Linked DNA regions of Pelodiscus sinensis: region 1 is linked to region 2. Evidence: chromatin contacts called from public Hi-C data. All regions are on one chromosome and are shown on one strand. The core of a region is the stretch at or near the end of the contact, and the rest is flanking DNA. Distances in the headings are between cores, read along the strand shown.

Region 1 (5,012 bases), core at 1,039-3,538, 310 kb after region 2:
ACAGGACTATGTAGCACTTTAAAGACTAACAAGATGGTTTATTAGGTGATGAGCTTTCGTAGGCCAGACCCACTTCCTCAGATCAAATAGTGGAAGAAAATTGGCACAACCATATATACAATAAAAAAAAAGTGAACACATATGAAAAGGACAAATCAAATTTCAGAACAGAAGGGGGGTGGGAGAGGAAGGTAAATGTCTGTGAGCTAATGATATTAGAGGTGATAATTGGGGAAGCTATCTTTGTAATGGGTAAGTTAATTAATGTCTTTGTTTAAACTTAGGTGTAAAGTGTCAAATTTAAGCATGAATGTCAGTTCAGTGGATTCTCTTTCAAGTGTGGTCTTAAAAGGTCTTTGAAGCAGGATGCAAGTGATCAAGTCATTAAGACAATGTCCTTTCTGGTTGAAATGGCAAGAAACTGGTTTTTCTTTGTGATCCTGTCTAATATCTGTTTTATGGGCATTGATTCTTTGGTGAAGAATCTCCTGTGATAGAACCAGTGCTTTTTTTGTGATGGTACTGCCTGGTACGCAGTACTGGCACCTCCAGTCAGAGCTCAACAACTTTTCTCCTGGAGTACTGGCACTTTTTTTGTATTAAAAAAAAAAAGGCACTGGATAGAGCCATAGTAATTTGCCTTGCGTTCATAGATAAGTCAGTGTTGAAAAACACTGGGTTCAGTAAAGGGTATTATATGATATGAAGATATTATGTTAATAAACACCCTACTTTCCAAACACCTCTGCAGTTATGTAGCATGGGTCTGACTGTTCTCTTCAGTTTGAGGGAGTGAGCAAGCAAGAAAATCAGTGAAGACAGATTTAAATCATCAAGTAGGAACTTTATTTAAACTTATTTTAATCTTGTTTAGCATTTGTATCATTTTCCTTAAAAAAGGTTGAACACTGATTAGCAATTAAATTAGCCTTTAGACTAAATTTGGTACTAATTTTTGCTAACCAAAAGAACACAGCACGGGCACAGTTATTAGTGAACAATAATCAATATTACTTCTAATTTTTTCCCACACAGGTGCAGAATAATTTTTGGTATGTGCACTGAGGCATATCCTGTCCCTCTTCTACATTACCAGTAGAAACACATGCTGCTGGCTTTGGGCACTGTGATAATCAGTTGAGCATCATTTGAATCTCTCCTGTGTGGCCGCTTGCCCAAGCACTCAGCTTACAGGCAATCCTGGCTGTGGCCCAGTTGCTTGGCATCCAGGCCCAGTGTGCAAGCACCCATAGATCTCCTCATGCCTTAGTGCTTGCTCTACTCCACCAGCCCACCTGGCACTCCACTCGGGGAGCAGGATCGAGGCACTAAGGCTTACCCTGGTCCACCCAGCACTGCAGCTGGGGAGCGGGGTTGGGTCTTGGGGGATTGCCCTGCTCCTCCGAGTGTTCCAGTAGGAACATGAGGACAAGGACTTCTCCCTGCTCCACCTGCCCCGCACTTCAACTGGGGCATGAGAACAGGGCACAGGAGCTTGCCAGCTGCAGAGAGGGGGTTGGAAAGCAGGCGCTTACACTGCTCGGGGCTTAAAATTGGGAGGAGAAGGGCTAAAAACCACCTGGGACCCCTCGCTCAGGCTGGAGGGCCGGCAGTTGTGTGGAACAGGGCCCCTGTGCACAGACCCGCTCACTAGTGCATCCCTGGGACCCAGTGTCCTGTGGCCAGCCTGTCTCGCCCCCCCATCCAGCAGTTGGGGGAGAGGCGGCCCCAGCCTCCTTGTCCCCTTTCATTGCCCACCCACCTGAAGTTGGGCCATACCCAAGTGTTGCCTTGTGGCTGTGCCACTGGGATGCCTGTGTGTGTATTGAACTAGGGAGTTATTTATATCCACTAACAGCTGTAACCAGGCTGGGAGTGGATGGAAGTTACCCCCTTAGCAAACGGGGACTGACTCTTATACGAATATTTGTGAGAAATGTCCAGCTTTATGCGGCTGGCAGTTAGGCACCACAGCAGCTGAGATCTGTAGTAAATACAGCGGCCTCCCACAGGCCAGCTGCCTAAAAGATCAAAGTTAATTCCCCCCTCCCCCGCTGAAAAGCTAGTTACTAGAAAACAAGCCTGCGCTCAGGCTCTGTGCCAGCCTCAAAAATGGCCGCCACCAGAAACCAAAATGGCCGCTGCCTAGTCAGCCAGTGACCTACATGCGCTAGCGAGTGATTCCCGAAGCAGATATGGCGGCGCCCTCTGCGTTGTCTCTCGCCTCTGTTCCCGCTCGCTGGTGTTCACGCGCCCGGCTCGTCGCGTGACGTCACTAACGTGTCCAATCGAAGACCGACGTCCTCTGTGCCGCTCCCGGGCCCCGCCCAGCCTCGTTGTGGTTGAAGGCGCCATTGACAGACGCTGGAGTCGCCGCTGTCGTGGTCCTAAGGAGGCCTTCACCGATCCCGGGCCCCGGGCGCCGCCGCCATTATGGATTACGGGGAAGGTGAGGGCGCCCCCCCCCCCCCCCGGAGCGAGGGGAGGGTCCGGCCGCCGCCTCCTCAGGACCCGCCTCGGTCTCAAAATGGCAGCGTCCGCTTTGTTTCGGGCAGCGGGCGCCCCGCCTCCCTGCTCTGGGGAGCGGGCGGTCTGTGCCGGGGGGCAGCGAGGGGCCCTGAGGAGAATCTTGGGCGCGGGGGCCGGGCGGAGGGGACTGAGGCCCCAGCTGTGCGAGAGGAGCGGCCTAGCCCTTGAGCATCCACGCGGGCCCGCCCAGAGCCGACTAGACGCAGCGGCTCAGTTTCCGGTGTGCGCAGGAGGGATGGGGAGGGTTGGTCATTTAACCCGTCGCCTACCCGCACGGCTGCCGAGGTAACCGCTGAACCGGCGCCCTCCTGAGCAGTCCCGCCCAAGTTTAACCAGTTAACAGTTTGATGGGCTTGGACGTCCCGAGTGAGCCGCACGTCCGGTCCAAAGCGATGTGTCTGAAAAGCCATTAGCGGTGATAACGCAGTTCTGTGTTTTAATGGGTATAGCTAAACATATGATTAGGATCCAGCTTCATTGTAATTGGCTGGGAAAAAGTTGAGTCTCTGCCTGGACATATCAATACAAACCTTTGCTTATTCTAAAAAAAAAAAAAGGGGGGGGGGGAGTTGAGATCACAAGGAATGGGAGGGAAAATAAAAAAAAAAGAACATTATTTGGGATACTGCACTCAATTCCTTGTTTACTGTATATCAGTGTTGGGGAACCTTGTTTTGAATCACGGGCTACCTGCAGAAAAATCAGTTTGGGGGAACGCCACATGCAACACCCAAAACCAACAAAAAACCCCACCCTCACTGGCCTGGCCCTAAAATGCAAGAGGGAAAAATCCTCAGAGATATGTCCTGGGGTTGAGAAGTAGAAAAAAAAGACATTTACCGTACTACCCTCAAACTCCACCCCAGATCCTAAGGGGTGAGCTGGGGATGGGGTTTAGACAGGAGGTAGGGTGCACAAGTAAGCTTGAGGTGTGGGGTATAGGCAGGAGGTTGGGTGCAGGAGGAGAGTCTGGAAGGGAGGGAAGATGCAGGAGCAGGCTGGGTGTGGCATCTGAAAGGGAGGTGCAGGAGTGGGCTTGGGGTAGGAGTTGGAGGGGGGGGCTCTGGAGGGAGTGCAGGAGCTTGCTTGGGTGCCCCTTGAGGCTCTGGGCATTGCCCCCAGCTGTTCCCATGGGTCACAGTGGGAGTGACAGGGAAGCAGTACCTGCACAGACTGCTTCCGTGGAGCCACTCCCCACTCCCGCCAAGCAGACCAGTATTTAGACCGGGGTGGACAATACATTTTAATGGGGGCGGGGGGGCACTCCAAAGTTTTGGCAAGTGCTCAAGGGCTGCACTTCTGTGGAGGAGGTGCAGGGCCTGACAAAGATTGGGTGCAGAAGGGAGGTTGAGGTAGGGGACTGAGGTGCAGGAGGAGGTGTGGGGTCTGATAGGGTGTTACGGTGAGGGAGGGAGTTGTGATCGGGGGCAGGGATTTGGGGTTCAGGGGCCAGAAGGGGATAAATGTGCAGGAGAGGATTCTGGCCTGAGGGAGGGGCTCTTAAGGGGGGGATGGTGGGTCTGGCAGGGAGTTATGACCTGGGAGAAGGGGGTGCAGAGTTTTGGGCTATGACCTAGGGCAGGAACGGGTTGTGACTTGGGGCAAGGGATTGGAGTACAGAATATTGAGGCAGAGAGTTTGGGTTATGTAAGGTTGGGGTGCCAGAGACAGGCTCTGGCCGGGAGACTTATTTGCTTGACTCCCAGCCAGTAGCCTTCTCAAACAGACTCCCTGCCTGCCCGCACACTGGCTGCAGGGGACGTGATTTTTGAACAGCTATGAGCCTGAGGACAGGGTTGTAAAATGCAGTTCCCATTGGCTGGAAACCAGCCAATGGAATTGTGCTGGGGGCAGGAGCAGCACATGAAACCTCTCCTCACTCCTCTGGGCTCACAGCTGATTAAACTAGGGATGTTAAATATCGGTTAATTAAATAGTCGAGTAACCTCATGAATTCTTATTGGTTACTCGGCTATTCTATAGTCCCGGGTGCGAGGCTGGCAGCCAGTGAGCTTTAGCCCCACTCTCGAGAAGCCCCATGCCACTCTGCATGGCTGCCTCTGTATCAGAGTGAGCAGCATGGGGTGTCAAGTGGGACCTGTTTCGCGAGGGGAGCCAGTTTAAAAACCAGCTTCCCTCATGGGCCTGTCTCCCTGTGCTGCTGCGTCTGGTATAGAAGCAGCATCCCCTGTCTGGGATGGAGTCTGAGCTCCTGGATCTGGTGTGAGCTGGAACTGAGCTGGGCTGACTGCCTGCCTAACTCCTAATATACTTTAAATGCAGAGCTGCAGCAGGAGTATGTCCTGATGTGAGTCAGGACTGAGCTGAGCTGCTGGCCAGCCTGCTAAAAAATTTACTAGGGAAGGGAGAGGAAGGGAATGCGTGTAGTCTATAGCATTAACCTATAAGCTTTTTCTTATTGGTTAATTGACTACACTATTACATCCCTAATTCAAACAGAGCCCGGCAGCTGCTGCCTTTCT
Region 2 (4,902 bases), core at 1,926-4,425:
TTGTGGATCACCGTGGGCATTTCACAGACATAAATGCAGCACTGGAAAGATATATGATGCATGCATCTTCAGGAACAAGGGACTATAAAGAAAGCTACAGGCAGGAACTTTCTTTCCAGACCACAAAATTACAGTGGGGGATGTGGAAATGCTCATAGTGATCCTCAGTGACCCGGCTTATCCCTTGCAGCCCTGGCTCATGAAACCTTACGTGAGGCTTCAATGTAAGAAGTGCTTCAACCACAAGCTACGCTGATGCCGCATGGTTGTTGAATGTGCCTTTGGCAGATTGAAAGCTAGATGGAGATGTCTCTATGGCAGGATGGACTTTCAGGAGGATCATATCCCCATGGTTGTGATCACATGTGGTTGCTTATATAATCTGTATGAGAATAAGGGTGAAGTGTTTGCCTGTGGGTAGAGAACTGGGGCACAGCACCTGGACACATAGTTTGAACAGCCAGACACTCGGGCTATCAGAGTAGCTCATAGAATGGACATCAACATCAGGGAGGCTCTGAAGAACCCTTGACAATGAGGGGCACTGACACGCCTATATTTTAAGATTGCTTCCCTGCCTCATCCCGCTATCCATCCTGAGTAAGGCATTGCCATAAAACCAAGGGATACAGCAGGCTTCCACAAGGGCCAAAGTGATTAGTATGGATAGTGTCACTCAAAATAAACTCATTGAAACCTGAATCAGTTTTATCCTTACTGAACTCTTTCAATCATGGTCACACACATAGTGTGAATGCTTGCTGGTAAGGGAGGGTAAGAGTAGAGGAAAACCTCACAATTGTGTTAACATTCAGCTGTCAAAGTCACTGCTGGGGTGGTGGTAGAGTAAGCTGGCAAATAAAACATCACCAGACAGTGACAAGGAGTGTGCGGACAAGGAGGGAGGGCTGCTGGATACAGAACTTTGCATGTGTTGCTCAGGAGGCTTCTATGTGGCCATAGAGAGAGGGTTGCTAGGTAAAGAATTCTCCATGAGCTGAGCACCTTAATCAGACACTTCAGCGTCTTGGTTTGGTCTTCAATGAGCTTTACCATTAGCTCAGTAACTTCTGTTCTAGCTTTCATCTCCCTGGCCTGCCTTTCCTCCCTCTCCTCAATCTGGAGCATTGAATGTTGCAAAACATCCTTTGCTAGGTCCCCTCTGTCCCCCCAGATCTTTTCCTGAGTTGACCGATTCTTTATCCCATACTGATAAGATCCATAATCTCTGGGTGCTCCAAGCAAGTGAGCATCTTGAGTGAGAGTCACCCCGTTTCCCTGAAAAGATGGCATGAGGAACCCACCATGCTGGGGCAATCAGTAGGAAATGGATTTTAAAGTTCCCAGAGGCTTGCCAAGGGATGGACGCATTTCTATTTACATGTTTACGTGGATGCAGAGCAGCAGAGTTCAAAGCACTGGCCAGAGAGGCTAATCGACCATTGTGGGAAACATCCATTGTGGAGCTCAATAAACTCAACAAACAAACCCCAAACCCTCTTGTAGTACACACTGCATGGCTGTCAACAGGAAAAAGAGGAAGAGGAACAAAAGTCATGAAAATTGACTTTTTTGTCACCAACCTTGGGCACTTTTTGCGACTTTTGTCACACTTCAATAGGAACAGTCTCTGGGTTGTCGCGCCATAAACCTTTCCCATGTAGACAAGCTCTAGGATGCTTATTAGAGTGACGGAAGGGGTTATTTTATTGCTGAGTAAGGTTATATCTGCACTAGTGAGCTGGCAGCAGTATAGCCATACTGACGTAGCTGCACCAGCGTATGATAACTCATGTACTGGAATAATCTGCATACTGTGGGATACTGAGAGCCACTGAACCAAACTGTAAACCCTGGATACAATAGCAACCATGTCAAGTCAGGGTGTGCTGCAATACCCCCAGCAGCCTTAATTCCAGCACTTACATTCATGTAGCTGCTCTATGTCAACTGGTCAATATAATAAAACCTCCTCTGTAAATGGCAGTAACTGTGTTGGTGGGAGACGCTCTCCTGTCGAGGTGGCACTGTTCACACTACCACTTATGTCAGTGAAAACTGTCGCTGGGGGAAGGGAGTGTTTTTTCACATCTCTGAGGCTACATCTAGACTGCAAGCCTCTTTTGGAAAAGAGCATCTAGACTACAACCAATACTTTCGAAAAAGCAAGCCGCTTTTTTGAGAGAGTACCCAGGCAGTCTGGATGTTCTCTTTCGAAAAAGCACAGTTTGCATTACGTAGCGCCTTTTTTCAAAAGAGCACTTTTGAAAAAAGGCGTTATTCCTCCTAAAACGAGGTTTTCCGTGGTTGAAAAAACTTGATTTACTTTCGAAAGAATGCGGCACCAGTCTAGACGCAGGGGAAGTTTTTTTCGAAAAAACACTGTAATCTAGACACACCCTGAAAGACATACATTTTGTCAACAGAAGTGGTTGTGTGGGTGGCCTACATCCATCTTCTGGTTGCTGGACTGATGGAAGAATTCTTCCACAGACCTAGCTGCATTTCTAGCAGAGGTCAGGCTGAGGAAAGTGTGTGAAATTTAAAAAAGGCACCATGCAATGTACCTAAGTCAATCTAACTTATAGGTCAGGTCTGAATCTGCCACGATGCCTTTCCTCTGTTTCCGTTTGGTTAGGATGCCCACAAACCATCAGCCACCCCGCTACACTTGGCAGACTGATGTATTTAGGGTTAGGACAGCCGGTGAGATTTACAGCCTTATTACAGTTTGCTATTTCGAGCTCTGTTTGCAACAGAGACAGGGGCAGAATCCAGCTCCAGCTTTGGTGTCTGCTCCCCGCTCCCCGAAGTTTGGACAGTAGAGGACAGTAGGAAATGTCCCCCACCTAGCCCGGGGCGGGAGCTCTCCGGATCCCTCCCCTCTAGCCTGGGAGCTCTCTGGAATCTGGATCCCCCCAGGGGTGCAGGCCCCTGCCTGCCACTAGCGGCTGGTTTGCCCTGCGGAGGCCGCAGGAGCCCGAGGCACGGCTGGGCGGCACGCCGAGGCCAGACGGGCGCCGAGCGGCAGCGCGGTCTCCTTACCTCGGGGCCGCGCGCGGCCTCTCTCCCGCCTAGCGCGTGCGGCGGCCCAGCCAGCCCGAGCAAGGAGAAGGGGACACGCAACTCGGCTCCGCTTCGCCGGACTCAGCGCCCCCACCCCTACCCCCCGAGGGGCGGGGACAGAGAGAGGGGCGAGGCCGGGACCTCCTACCCCAGGTTCCAGGTGAGTGGCCCTCCCCGCGCGAGCGGCTCCCCTCCCTCCTTCCCCGTCACTGCCCCTAAGGACCCACCCCCTGCAGAGAAATGCCCCGCTCTCTAGTCTAGAGCAAGTTGCAACCAGGGCATGTAATTCCTCCTCCCCCCTCCCCATACAGATGCGGGACCTCACCCATTTCTCCTACAACAGCTGTCACCCTCCCCCCCCCCCCGGCAAAAAGGAATTAATCCCTCCCCCCTTCTCAAATTGGAGGTATTGCCAGGTATTTACATGGGGGTTCCTGTGCTGCCAGCCTCCATCTCAAACCCTCCTTCACCTTCAACATTTATAATAGTGTTAAATATATTTTAAATAGTTTTAATGTATAAAGGGAGAGGGGAGGTTGCACCGGGAGACTTGCTGTGTGAAAGGGATCACCAGTACAAAAGCTTGAGAACCACTGCTGTACCCTGCATGTAGGGTATGTGGCTAAGGTTGCTACCTGTTCAGGTTTCCTAGGATTGTTTTGTGTGTGTGAATTAACCGTTTATTAATGTTCACGATTATTAAAAATACAAAATGATAAACAGTGTACAGCTTCTGTGGGGCACCAAATACCACACAAGTCACAGGATAGCCAATCAATTTATGCAATCATGCAAAGCTGCAAGACCAGCCAAAATAAAGTCAGATGATATTGCAGACATAATGTGTTCAGATGAAGGGGTGACAATAATAAAGACATACACAAATAGGCAAAAAAGGAAGGAGAAAATGGGGAGCAGGATGGGATAAGCAGAAGAGATCAAGGTGAAATGGAAGTCTGATGTTATTTAAGTTCTCTCAGTGTTCTTTATCCAAATGTATCAAGAAACTTGGTTCACAATTTAGATTCTTCTCACAACCATAACATTTGGTTTTTAAATGTAAGCTAACAAAACTAAAACTTCAGAGAAGCACTAGTACAGCACTTGGATGGTTAGCTGCTATATCCAAATGGCAAAGCCACAAATTAATGTTGCATATAATTGCAAAAAAGTGCCAATAAAGTTTTTCTGTCACACCACACCAGCAGGGAGGTTGGTCATGTAATATATTTATAGAAGAGCTATTTTTATGACATTTTATAAACATTCCTACAACATGCTATTGTTTTATTTTTTTGCTCTTGCTACTTGTAAAATCAAGATGATTTAATATAATAAATTCAACTGTATAAAAATTTGAGAGAGTGGGAAAGTTTATAACTGTTATAGTCACAGGACAAGCTACACTTTAGACTCTATTTTGTCCTCCGGGAGTGGATCCTTTACCTGACTGCATGGCTTCTTCTCTCTCTGTGGTGGGGCCACATGGTTCAACCACTCTGGAGGTATGTCTACACAGCAATAGGAAGATACAATTGTAGCCCATGCAGGCCTATCCAAGCTAACTTGCTAAAAATAGCAGTGTAGCTGCAGCAACATAGGCTAGATATCCATGTACAATCCTGCCCACGACCCTAAGTACACACGTGGGTATGTATGGCAGTCTAGACATACTCTGAGAGTGGCTCTCAGTTGTGACTAACATAAGTTTCTCCTACAAAAGTGCTGGTGTGGACTAGGGTTTTGACTGGAATGCCCAGCTGAAAAAGGAGCCTGACAGTTCCAGGCAACATTGCAGATTGGGCTGTTAAAAGTCTGATCGGCAGTGTTCTAAGG

The links. Hi-C and Micro-C count contacts between places; a contact is called where the count stands out from the background.
Region 1: a contact with region 2 is called in a Hi-C map of an unstated tissue, with 6 times the contacts expected there. The contact joins the promoter of ZNF326 here to the promoter of KYAT3 in region 2. A contact is called at or near these places in 2 of 5 Hi-C or Micro-C datasets (liver and an unstated tissue).

What each region holds. Positions count from the first base shown.
Region 1 is chr9:32,734,732-32,739,743 of ASM4963464v1, forward strand. ZNF326 (zinc finger protein 326) reads left to right here and starts at 2,289. Exons shown (of 10, transcript XM_075936453.1): 1 at 2,289-2,449. The coding sequence starts at 2,434. LOC142830578 (a long non-coding RNA gene) reads right to left here and starts at 2,304. Exons shown (of 2, transcript XR_012905951.1): 1 at 2,166-2,304.
Region 2 is chr9:32,428,001-32,432,902 of ASM4963464v1, forward strand. It overlaps KYAT3 (kynurenine aminotransferase 3), which reads right to left and starts at 3,176. Exons shown (of 14, transcript XM_075936439.1): 1 at 3,046-3,176. It overlaps LOC102448694 (leucine rich repeat containing 8 VRAC subunit B), which reads left to right and starts at 3,088. Exons shown (of 6, transcript XM_075936430.1): 1 at 3,088-3,226.